2 separate regions of the Mus musculus genome follow, and region 1 is linked to region 2. The links are chromatin contacts, called in public Hi-C maps. All regions are on one chromosome and are shown on one strand. Each heading gives the region's core, a stretch centred on a gene start, on an enhancer-like site or on the middle of the called end of the contact. The rest is flanking DNA. Distances are from core to core; before and after follow the strand shown. Region 1 holds the start of Nr0b1 (nuclear receptor subfamily 0, group B, member 1). Region 2 has its middle 8.6 kb from the start of Samt3.

The links. Hi-C and Micro-C count contacts between places; a contact is called where the count stands out from the background.
Region 1: a contact with region 2 is called in a Hi-C map of Sertoli cells, with 4 times the contacts expected there. The contact joins the promoter of Nr0b1 here to the enhancer-like site in region 2. A contact is called at or near these places in 1 of 39 promoter capture datasets (stem cell-derived epiblast-like cells), 1 of 484 Hi-C or Micro-C datasets (Sertoli cells) and 1 of 9 other capture datasets (adipose tissue).

What each region holds. Positions count from the first base shown.
Region 1 is chrX:86,188,746-86,194,467 of GRCm38.p6, forward strand. It overlaps Nr0b1 (nuclear receptor subfamily 0, group B, member 1), which reads left to right and starts at 3,030. Exons shown (of 2, transcript NM_007430.5): 1 at 3,030-4,229. The coding sequence starts at 3,056. RefSeq lists promoters at 93-3,059, 2,895-3,059, a cis regulatory region at 2,298-2,334 and an enhancer at 2,895-2,921.
Region 2 is chrX:86,032,749-86,038,448 of GRCm38.p6, forward strand. No RefSeq gene overlaps it. Among named protein-coding and RNA genes, the nearest start is that of Samt3, 8.6 kb to the right of the region's middle. Within about 2 kb of position 2,778, at least 3 of the 459 cell types and tissues checked have an H3K27ac peak or open chromatin away from gene starts, as enhancers often do. A contact at or near this core is called in Sertoli cells, where this site is marked.

The DNA.
Region 1 (5,722 bases), core at 1,780-4,279, 160 kb after region 2:
GCATTAATAAAATTGTTACAAGAAGATCATGACTCTAATCAATAATAATAATAATAATAATAATAATAATAATAATAATAATAAAACAATTTGGTACCTATTATATCTTTAGAACAAATGAGCTCAAATTTAAGGTCAAATCTTTTAACTGTTAACCCAGTTCTCCCGTTGCTTTGTTGTAGGGATTGTAACAATGTTTGTACACAGAGCCCTGACTCTAACAAAGCTTGCTAAGCTTGCCTCCCTCAAGAGTCAGCACCACAATAACTGTGTAGGAATGGTTGCCCTCTGTGTTCTCAGATGATGATCCTTTCCTTTCTTTTAAAAGGTATAGTTGCTCAATAAATATATTTTTTGAGGATCTACTGTATGTGGAACACTGAGCCAATGGGTAGGGACAATGTGATAGATTTCTTGAACCTAAGAGACTTTGATACAGGTTGGGGAAGATAATAACTATCATATAACTAGTTAAGTATCATCAGGGGCTGAGAAGAAGATAGAATTACAACTACCAATATGACCTTAAGGTGCAGGACTTGGGTAGGTTGTTTTTCAGCTAGATGGCTAGGTGGGTTAAGAAGAAAGATTGTTAAGCAACAATAGCAAACCTAATATATGTAGTAGATGAATATTTAAAAGAGCAAATAATGGAATGGACAATGAGATAACACTTTCAATATGAATTCTTGTTGTAGATCATACAAGCCATCGAGGAGTCTGAATCTAGAAACATACATACAGAATAAGTAGGACATATGCTTGAGCAGAGAATGGGGTATTACCTCTTGGTCCTCAATTGATCCCTTGTCCTAAAACCAAAACTAATTGTGTTTAATATTCTTCTATTTTAACAAATTAACTTGTGTTTAAGAACTATATCCCAGAAACCACTGTTCACTTCTTTTTCCATACCAAGAGAGAGGGGGGGGGAGAAAAGAAGAAGGAGGAGGAGGAGGAATAGACACATTAAATAACTTTCCTATGGTTGAAGAATGTGCCCTCACAGAAGTGCAGGTCCTAGTCATAAGAAGGTGTAGATTTATTTATGGAGCAAAAAGGTTTTGCAGATGTAATTAGAGTTGGAAATTTGAGATGTTGATATCATTCTGGACTATCTAGGACCTAACACATTCCCAAACCTGCGTTTAAAATTAGAGAAGGAGATGGAGACAAAAGTTAGACTGATGTGTCCAAGAGCCAAGGAATGCAGGTAGTTTCTAGAAGCCAGAACAGGCAAGGAAATAGATGCTTCCTTAGAACTACCTGACAGGAATGGTACTCTAATTTTAGTCTGATAGAATTCACGTTGGATTTCTGGCTTCTTAAACAGTCATATAATAAATTTACATTATTTGTGTTGTCATAAACCACTACATTTGTAATTTTTTTATAGCAACAATAAGAAACACGTTTCCCAAGGCCACGGAACTGTAGAATAACAGAACCAGGATTTAAATGGCATTCATCTGATGCCACGGTAAGGAATTAAACCTCTGTGCCATAGAGGCCAGCACAAGCAGAATACAAATTAACTGTTAAGTACTCTGACCTACAGGGGATATCTATATCAATCTTCCAAGACCTAGGGTGCATTATAGAAGAGATGGAAAAGGGGAAGTATGGTATGAAACTCTGTCTTCTGGACATGACACAACCATTTCAATCTTGAACACATAACAGCTATGGCTACCCAAACAAGACCTACATTAAACAAAATAAAAATAAACAAATAAATAATTTTAAAACCCCTATGGAAATAGGAGGGACACTATCAGGAATAAATGGTAAATAAAGGGTAAATATGAAATTGTGAAAATAAGAAAAAAAATTTAAAATTGAGGGTGTGCCCAATTTTCTTACATTTCAGTAGCTCCTACAGAATTGGAAAAGGGGAGATAGAGGAAGAGGGAGAAAGAGAGAGAGGGGCAAGGAGGAAGTAAGGGAAGGAGAGAGAAAGAGAGAGAGAGAGAGAGAGAGAGAGAGAGAGAGAGCATATCAATTCGTGTGTTCTGATTCCCCTTCCCTGTTCTGTAAGAGCAAAGGCTTGCACTCTTAAAGTTATGAGGCTAGTGGGTGTAAGAATTGTCTAGCTGTACAAAAGTCATATAGTTGACTAGAGAGAGCCCCCCCTGGTCTCTTGTCCAGGCGACGGTGACGAAGGCCAGCAATTAGGCTTTCTGATTCTTGGATTCGTTACTATCCTATGATGGTTGGGAACAGGGAGAGTTATCAGTGTCCTGCTTCTACACGAGTATGAGAAGTTCTCACGGTAACAATCTTGTGATTAGTCTGTTCCCAGAAGTCAGCTACAAGTACATGTTGTTTGCAGCCCCCAGCTCCTCGATCCAGCATCCAGGACACAGTAGGTGAATGATCAAATTAAAGATTTATTATGACCAGCTCCCACCAATGTTTTTTTTAAATATAAGGTGCATTTGTGCAGCCTGGGTGTGAATTCCGTTAAAACTCACACTCAGATAGCTTGGCTAGCACTGAAAAAAAGGCATTTATTTCTGCCTCCAGGTCTGGGATCTACACTTTACAAATCTTAGAAAATGAGAACTCACTCTTCTAACATTATACAAAACGCAACTTATAAACACTGTGATTATTCTACAAAAGTTTATAAAGCTGTCATAGAAATGGACTTTTTGCCATTTAAGCATTTCTTTCCCCAATAAAGGAAATAAGTTAGAGGTCAGAGTCTAAGTTAATGGCAAGAGTTGGAACAGAGCCCTAACTAGCTGCCTGGGGTTCACTGCTAGCTCTTCTCTTCCCCAGGTAGAGGCAGGAGGGGTGGAGTGAAGAAGGAAAGGTGGTATGTGGTATGCTAGTTCCAGTGCTGAGACTCTCCCTTGGATTTCCAGCTTCTAGGGAGTGTTTGCCCCTTTGAGCTTTCGAGGTCATGGCCACACACATTCAAGCACAAAGGCGCGTCCCCCTCTGCGCCCTTGTCCAAGAGGAGGAGGCGGACGCGCTTGCGTGCGCATTCAGTATAAATAAGTCCCAAGCGGCGGCCACTGGGCAGAACGAGCTACAGGAGCCTCAGGCCATGGCGGGTGAGGACCACCCGTGGCAGGGCAGCATCCTCTACAATCTACTGATGAGCGCGAAGCAGAAGCACGCGTCTCAGGAAGAGCGAGAGGTGCGCTTGGGGGCTCAGTGCTGGGGTTGCGCCTGCGGTGCTCAGCCCGTCCTGGGTGGGGAGAGACTGTCCGGCGGGCAAGCCAGGTCCCTCTTGTACCGCTGCTGCTTTTGTGGGGAGAATCACCCGCGCCAGGGTGGCATCCTCTACTCTATGCTCACCAACGCCAGGCAGCCAAGCGTGGCGACCCAGGCGCCGAGGGCACGATTCGGAGCACCTTGCTGGGGCTGCGCCTGCGGCAGCGCAGAGCCCCTGGTGGGCAGAGAGGGGCTGCCGGCTGGCCAGGCCCCCTCGCTCCTGTACCGCTGCTGCTTCTGCGGAGAAGAGCACCCGAGGCAGGGCAGCATCTTATACAGCTTGCTCACTAGCGCTCAGCAAACGCACGTGTCTCGGGAAGCACCCGAGGCACATCGCAGAGGCGAGTGGTGGCAGCTGTCCTACTGTACCCAGAGTGTGGGTGGCCCAGAGGGGCTGCAGAGCACACAGGCCATGGCGTTCCTGTACCGCAGCTATGTGTGCGGTGAAGAGCAGCCCCAGCAGATCAGCGTTGCCTCTGGCACGCCCGTGAGCGCAGACCAAACACCAGCGACCCCGCAAGAGCAGCCGAGGGCTCCCTGGTGGGACGCCTCACCTGGTGTGCAGCGTCTGATCACACTCAAGGATCCACAGGTGGTGTGCGAGGCAGCGTCCGCTGGCCTGTTGAAGACCCTGCGCTTTGTCAAGTACTTGCCCTGCTTCCAGATCCTGCCCCTAGATCAGCAGCTGGTGCTGGTGCGGAGCTGTTGGGCGCCCCTACTCATGCTTGAGTTGGCCCAAGATCACCTGCACTTCGAGATGATGGAGATCCCGGAGACCAACACGACGCAGGAAATGCTTACCACCAGGCGGCAGGAGACCGAAGGTCCAGAGCCTGCAGAGCCCCAGGCCACAGAGCAGCCACAGATGGTGTCCGCGGAGGCTGGGCACTTGCTCCCAGCTGCTGCGGTCCAGGCCATCAAGAGTTTCTTTTTCAAGTGCTGGAGTCTGAACATTGACACCAAAGAGTATGCCTATCTGAAAGGGACCGTGCTCTTTAACCCAGGTAAGCATTGTCAACCTTGTGCACTGTCTCTTCAGGTCAGAAAAGCACCACTACAGACATTTATGAGTTTTTAGTAGGGGTTTTGGAGCCCACTTGACTGTGACTGACTCTGCAAATCTGCTGCACACATCAGGAATACCCTGTCAAGTGGTCAAATGGGTGAGCTTCTGCCAGAAACTTGGCACTGGATTGGTGGTGATAGTGTGTGTGTGTGGGGGGGGGGGGGGCAGGGGTTGGGGGGAGGGTGGGGAACGAACCAGTAAGCTTTGTACCTGGCTCTCTATTATCTGCTGCTACAGAAGTTTCTGTCTTCATAGGACCTGGCTAACTCTTCCTTCTTTAGCTGTCCTTTCAATCCAGTAACATAACTTTTAAAAAGTTTTTGCTCATTTCACACAGCTCTTCTTACATCCCTATTTTCCAAGTTTTCCACTAAAAAGGAGATCCCGTTGGGTGCTGCGGGGGGTGGGGTGGGTGGGGTGTGTATTATGCTTTCCCAAGCTCCTCCCCTCGGGAGTCTTTAGCTCAACTCAGCCCAGATTCTGCAAGTCTGAATAGACAAGTGGCTCAGGTGATTTTTGAGGTCATCTGAGAAACAGTTTCTCTTTCAGCCGATGCTATTAATCCTGCTCTGTTGTGATTCAAAGTTGAGACCAAGGTCTCAGCCTTTATTAGTCTGTATTTTCAGTAATTTGCCACTTGCCTTGACCCTGTTTCACATCCTTTGCCCCCCCCCCACATCCCTCCCCCTTTGTCCACTCCCTCTCTATTGTTCCTCTATTCTTTTCCAGAGTTCTCTCTCAAAAGGAGTTTAATCCCACCAAATTGCATGTTTTTAAATAGTAATGCACCCACACGCATGTACAATGCAAGGTGTGTAAAACACGTGGCCTCTCTTTCCTGATTACCTTTTTGCATCCTTTTGTCTTTATATCTAAAGCCTTATACAGGACAAAGATACACAGAGTTTTAAATTATATATATACATGTAAATAGGTTTTTACCATAAAGGCATAAGGTAAGGGGATATGTAAACTGGAGCCCTTTTTTCTGCCTTTACATTGAAGGGACATTTTGTGAGGTTAGAAGGGTATAAGTAGGGGGAAGGGGCAGGGAGATGTGAGTAGGAGTTGGAAATGAGGGCCAATCAAAACAGTATGAATGAGAATACCATAAGGGTGCCTCTTAGTTTTGTATCTTAAAAATAATTTTTAATGGAGGGGGAACATAGGTACCTTAAGGAAAGGGCCAGGGGCTCTGGTATGAAAAATAATGCATACCTCCCAAAAGACAGCTTTCACAAAGCACCATCTATATGTAGACCTAGAGAGAGTGCCAATACATACAATGAAATAGATATCCAAACTTGACTACCAGGATATAAATAGAGTGGAGGATGCTGATGCTGTCTTAATCAGGATTATAATCAAGATAAGAAGTGTTGCTTTATTTTGTTCTTCCCTTTATAAGTTGAAATTTGTCTATAGTAGGAA
Region 2 (5,700 bases), core at 1,528-4,027:
GGAGCCACCAATCCAGACCGAGTAGCTGTGCTCAGGGTGAGGAATGATCTTAATCCTCATTGTGCTGGTTCTAGAGCTGTGATCTCCTTCTGCACCCTATCAGCAGTGCCTTTATACATGGTGCTAGCACCAGACAGCACTGGAATGACATAAAGTTTCTTGAAGGTGTCCACATCACACTTCATGATGTAGTTAAAGGTGGTTTCATGGATGACACAGGAATCCATGCCTAGGAACAAAGATTGAAAGAGTGCCTCTGGACAGCGGAATTACTCTTTGCTGATGATGGGTTGCTCCTGGTGTCAGGGGCACTAATAATGGAAGGAAAGGTGGTTCTGTGGGCATGGTCACCAGCAAAGCCAGCTTTTGCACATGTCAGAGTCATTGTCAATGACGAGTGCCACGATTTCTTCTTCCATTACGTTCAGTGCAGGACTGGGTGAGAAAGCAACTAAAAGACATGCAGGATTAAGCCAGCAGAGGAGGAGACCCAGCTCCTACATTCTTTATAACGCACCTTCTATAATTTTACCCTGGACTTTGGATGAGATCATATAGATGTCCCATTTGTAGTAGGGGATTCAGCCATCACTTATTCCCAGCACTTTGGTTAGTTATGAACTTCTTCAGTAATCCTCTCCAAAAAGCGGTTTTCTAACCAAAACTGACAGCATCAGTATTCTATGGACATGAATACAATATTTAGAAGGCAATTTGATGACCACATCATATCCAATTACCAAAAAATAATTTTAAAAAAAGTAAAAAAAAAAAGTGGCTTCTATACCAGGGTCTATGACCTTCTCAGCCATGGACTTTTGAATTCGCTTACAGTACCAGGTATAGAGTGGGCCCAGACCCAACCTGAAAGCAATTGTATACTTCCTTAACTGTGAAGGTGCTATTGCTCCAGTAGGAACATCTTGTGTGACTAGTTGTCATTGCTGCACACAGGCTCTGCGGCTGAGTAAGACCTTTGATGGTGCCTTTCTCCTACAGTGTAATTAGGGCTGTCCAGTAGGTAGGAAATTTCCAGTCCAGTTCTACATTAGTTTCTTCATGTCCTCTCATCAGAACATTTGATGTCTTCAGAGATAAGGTCTTGCCATCTAGTTCTGGTGGGCAACCACCAGCAGTGGCAATGTCTGTATAATTTGGGGGACCACAGAGAACCCTATTATCATCAGTTATTAAGGAGATATAGAGCACTTGGCACCGGGATTTTCATTTAATAATCTGTGAGTTCTGAGAGCAGTTTATTCTCCAAATTTTACTTCTAAGAGTTTTTTCCCTCACTTTCAAGTCATTATAGAGGTAGAGAATAAGAAATGCAGAAATTTTATTATTATTAAATATTCTAAGTCATATTTCATTGGAAAAGAACTACTTTTATCATCCCTTATAAGTATAGGCTAATAAAGAAAAGCCATGTTCAGATTTATTAATGAAACTTCCCAGCTCTTACAAAAGAAGCACTTATTTGTGAAAAGGTATATATTGCAAATACAGGTACACACAAACTAAATTGTTACTTTGACTGCCAGTCAGCAAAGTAGTGAAATGTAGCTGAATACAATGTTCACAATATTTCTTAACCACATTCAAAGAAGAAAGCAGGTATAGGGTCATTTATAACTCATTAATCTTTTGAGGAAACATAAGAGTAAAAGATAAATCAGAGCCCATGTCAAGTCAGAAAGTCTCACAAGTTTTAACTCTAAAATGATATAAAACACAAAAGAGACATTTCCAATGCCTCCAACTACACATTTTACAAATTAATTTATTATTTTGATATGTGTTGCTGAAGACTAAATTGAGGCATGGGACCCATTATCTGAGTTACGGAGAGAGCATTGCAAAGTCATGACTTCAAAGTTAGTGCTAGTTCTTCCAAGACTTCCTAAATGGCACAGCTCGGGAGCTGAAGCAGGGAGGAAGTGGATTGCAGTTCTGTGAAGACACTCCATTTCCAGCACTAGTTCTGAGCAGATGTTAATGTCTTTTGTAAAAGTAGGGAGATAAGAAGGTTAAAGTGATATTTTCAACAGCTGAAATATTTTCTAAAGCTTGAAGTACATGTGATGGAGACAATAAGAGGCCAAAGTCAACCCTGGCAAATTCTCTCGGTGTTGAAATAATACCCTGTACTGTGAAGTAAATAAAACAGAAAATAGAAAGACCTTGATCATCTTTGACCTGCTGTCTGAAATGAGTTCATTACTTGTTATCGTTTTCTCAAATTAAATCACACACTCAACTTTCTCAGGATAAAGAAGATTATTCCATATTTACCACATTTTCCCGGAGATTTCACAGCACAAAGCAAATAGTTTTGTGCTATTTTCCCATTAGAAGAAAATTATGAATTTTGTACATCACTATCCATTTGTATTCTTTTAAAGTTAACCTTAACCTTGTACATGTTATTTTGTTTCATGTCCTTGTGCCTGGTTTTAATCTTAAATAAAGGGACAAGAAATGCTACTTTTTTTTTCCAAAGGGAAAAATAACTGAGAAGCCACGTCAACACACGCAACTACCACAATGGTTTTATTCCACTTCAATAACATCTCCTATTTGTTAGGAGCTTTGATTTGAGCTAACAAGGTTATCAGATAGTGAGTCTATTGTCCTGTTATGACTTCCTTGGCTGGGATCCGGCAGCAAACATTAAGGATGTAATGTTTGTTCAGGCAGCTGCCACAAGAGGTAGCTGAAGGAGGGTCTGTGGAGAGCAACAGGGTCACCAAGCTGTCAAGGCCTTCCCAGAGGAGGAGCTGTAGCAAGAGCTGCCTAGGATCATTCTAATCAGTGCTTCAATGTGCTGACCTTAGGGCCAGATCTTGCCAGTGTCCCACAAACAGGAGCTAAGACTGTATGCTTTTACTTCTGGAGTGAATTCCGAGAATAGTCACCAGAAGAAAGAAAAGAAAAGAGGGTGAATAGGAAGTGATGAGAGAAACCATTGAATTACTCATCAAGGTGAAGGAGCTCAGGACTTAGTTCAGCATAGAGCTACTTTGGCCTCAGACTAAGATTTAAGTGCAATGTGAATGTCTTTATTTTCAAATGTTGAAGGGTTCTGAAAGAGAACTGACTATTGTGAGATAGAATCACCTACTCTGAGTAAAAGAGGAGATTCCTAAAACAACTGTGATTTTTGTAGTATAAAATAATTTTATTTATTTCCTACTTCCTTTCTTTCCACTCTCCTTTTTTTCTTTACTTCTGCCTGAGTTTTTAAATTTATTATTGTTGTTGTGTATGCCTGTGTGTGCTTGTGTGTGTGTGTGTGTGTGTGTGTGTGTGTGTGTGTGTGTGTGTGTGCGCGCAGTTCAGAGGACATTTTGCAATACAGGTCTTTCCTGAGTTTGAATGGAACTTAAACTCAAAGTAAAACGCATGCTCAGGTCTTTATGCTTCCACAGTAAGTATTTTCATACTTGAACTGTGTAACTGGCCTCCTTCTGGTTTTCATGTTTGTTTTGTTGATACCCAGTCTCACATCGCCCAGAGGAGCCTCAGATTTGCTAGGTAGATGTCTTTATCTCACAAGGGCTTTTGACACCAAATCCTGCTTTACACCTGTTTTCTCTAATAAGTTAGTTATACACAACTTATTGGAGTGATATGCTGTGCATGGGCCACCTTCTGCTAGAATTTCTCTGGGAACTTATTTTCAAGCTGTAGTCAACTGACAGTGTTTTCCAAACTCATATCAAATTTGTTCTAATGCTTTGCCCAGATCATGGTTACCGGACTACTGACTGAATGAGATAATGTAATTTCTGACTTGAGAACTCCAACATAACTGATAATGTATAATAAAAGCTACAATTAAGCCTGGTTTCCCTAAAATGATCAATCTAGTTTCACACTTCCTGATGCTAATGGGTGAATTTCTGATTCATAGAAATAGAGGACAGCTCAGCTTCTTAGAGGAATTAAGACAATACAAGGTAACCCACTATCTCCCTTAGCAAACATCACTACTAGCTAGCAAGATGGTGGGAAAAAAGTAGAGCCACGGTCTTCCCTTATTTCCTTAAAAGTCAATTAATGAGATAAAGTAAGATAGTGGTTTTGGGAGAGAAGAGAAAGAGCATTGTATACTGATGTAAATTCTGATTGATTGATTGATTGATTAATATATTTATTTTTAATTAGGTATTTTCTTATTTTACATTTCAAATGCTATCCCAAAACTCCCCCATACCCTCCCCTCCCCACTCCCGCATCCACCAACTCCCACTTCTTGGCCCTGGTGTTCCCCTGTATTGAGGCATATAAAGTTTGCAAGGGGTTTCTCTTCGTAATGATGGCCGAATAGGCCATCTTCTGCTACATATGCAGCTAGAGACACGAGCTCTGGGGGTACTGGTTAGTTCATATTGTTGTTCCACCAATAGGGTTGTAGACCCCTTTAGCTCCTTGGGTACTTTCTCTAGCTCCTCCATTGGGGGCCCTGTATTCCATCCAATAGCTTACTGTGAGCATCCACTTCTGTGTTTGCCAGGCACTGGCATAGCCTCACAAGAGACAGCTATATCAGGGTCCTTTCAGAAAAATCTTGCTGGCATATGCAATGGTGTCTGGTTTGGAGGCTGATTATGGGATGGAACCCCAGGTGCGGCAGTCTCTAGATGGTCCGTCCTTTTGTCTCAGCTCCAAACTTTGTCTCTGTAACTCCTTCCATGGGTGTTTTGTTCCCAATTTTAAGAAGGGGCAAAGTGACCACTCTTTGGTCTTCCTTCTTCTTGAGTTTCATGTGTTTTGCAACTTGCATCTTGGGTATTCTAAGTTTCTGGGCTAATATCCACTTATCAGTGATTACATATTGTGTGAGTTCTTTTGTGATTGGGCTACCTCACTCAGGATCATACCCTCCAGGTCCATCCATTTGGCTAGAAATTTCATAAATTCATTCTTTTTAATAGCTGAGTAGTACTCCATTGTGTAAATGTACCACATTTTCTGTATCCAATCCTCTGTTGAGGGGCATCTGGGTTCTTTCCAGCTTCTGGCTATTATAAATAAAGCTGCTATAAACATAGTGGAGCATGTGTCCTTCTTACCAGTTGGAACATCTTCTGGATATATGCCCAGAAGAGGTATTGTGGGATCGTCCAGCAGTACTATGTCAAATTTTCTGAGGAACTGCCAGACTGATTTCTAGAGTGGTTGTACCAGCTTGCAATCACAAACAATGGATGAGTGTTCCACTTTCTTCACATCCTTAACAGCATCTGCTGTCACCTGAATTTTTGATCTTAGCCATTCTGACTGGTGTGATGTCGAATTTCAGGGTTGTTTTGATATGCATTTCCCTTATGATTAAGGATGCTGTACATTTTTTCAGGTGCTTCTCAGGGATTTGGTATACCTCAGGTGATAATTCTTTGTTTAGCTCTGTACTCCATTTTTTAATGGGGTTATTTGATTTTCTGGAGTCTATCTTCTTGAGTTCTTTATATATATATTGGATATTAGTCCCCTATCTGATTTAGGATTGGTAAAGATCATTTCCCAATCTGTTGGTGGCCTTTTTGTCTTATTGAGAGTGTCTTTTGCCTTACAGAAGCTTTGCTATTTTATAAGGCCCCATTTGTCGATTCTCGATCTTACAGCACAAGCCATTGCTGTTCTATTCAGGAATTTTTCACCTGGGCCCATATCTTTGAGGCTTTTCCCCACTTT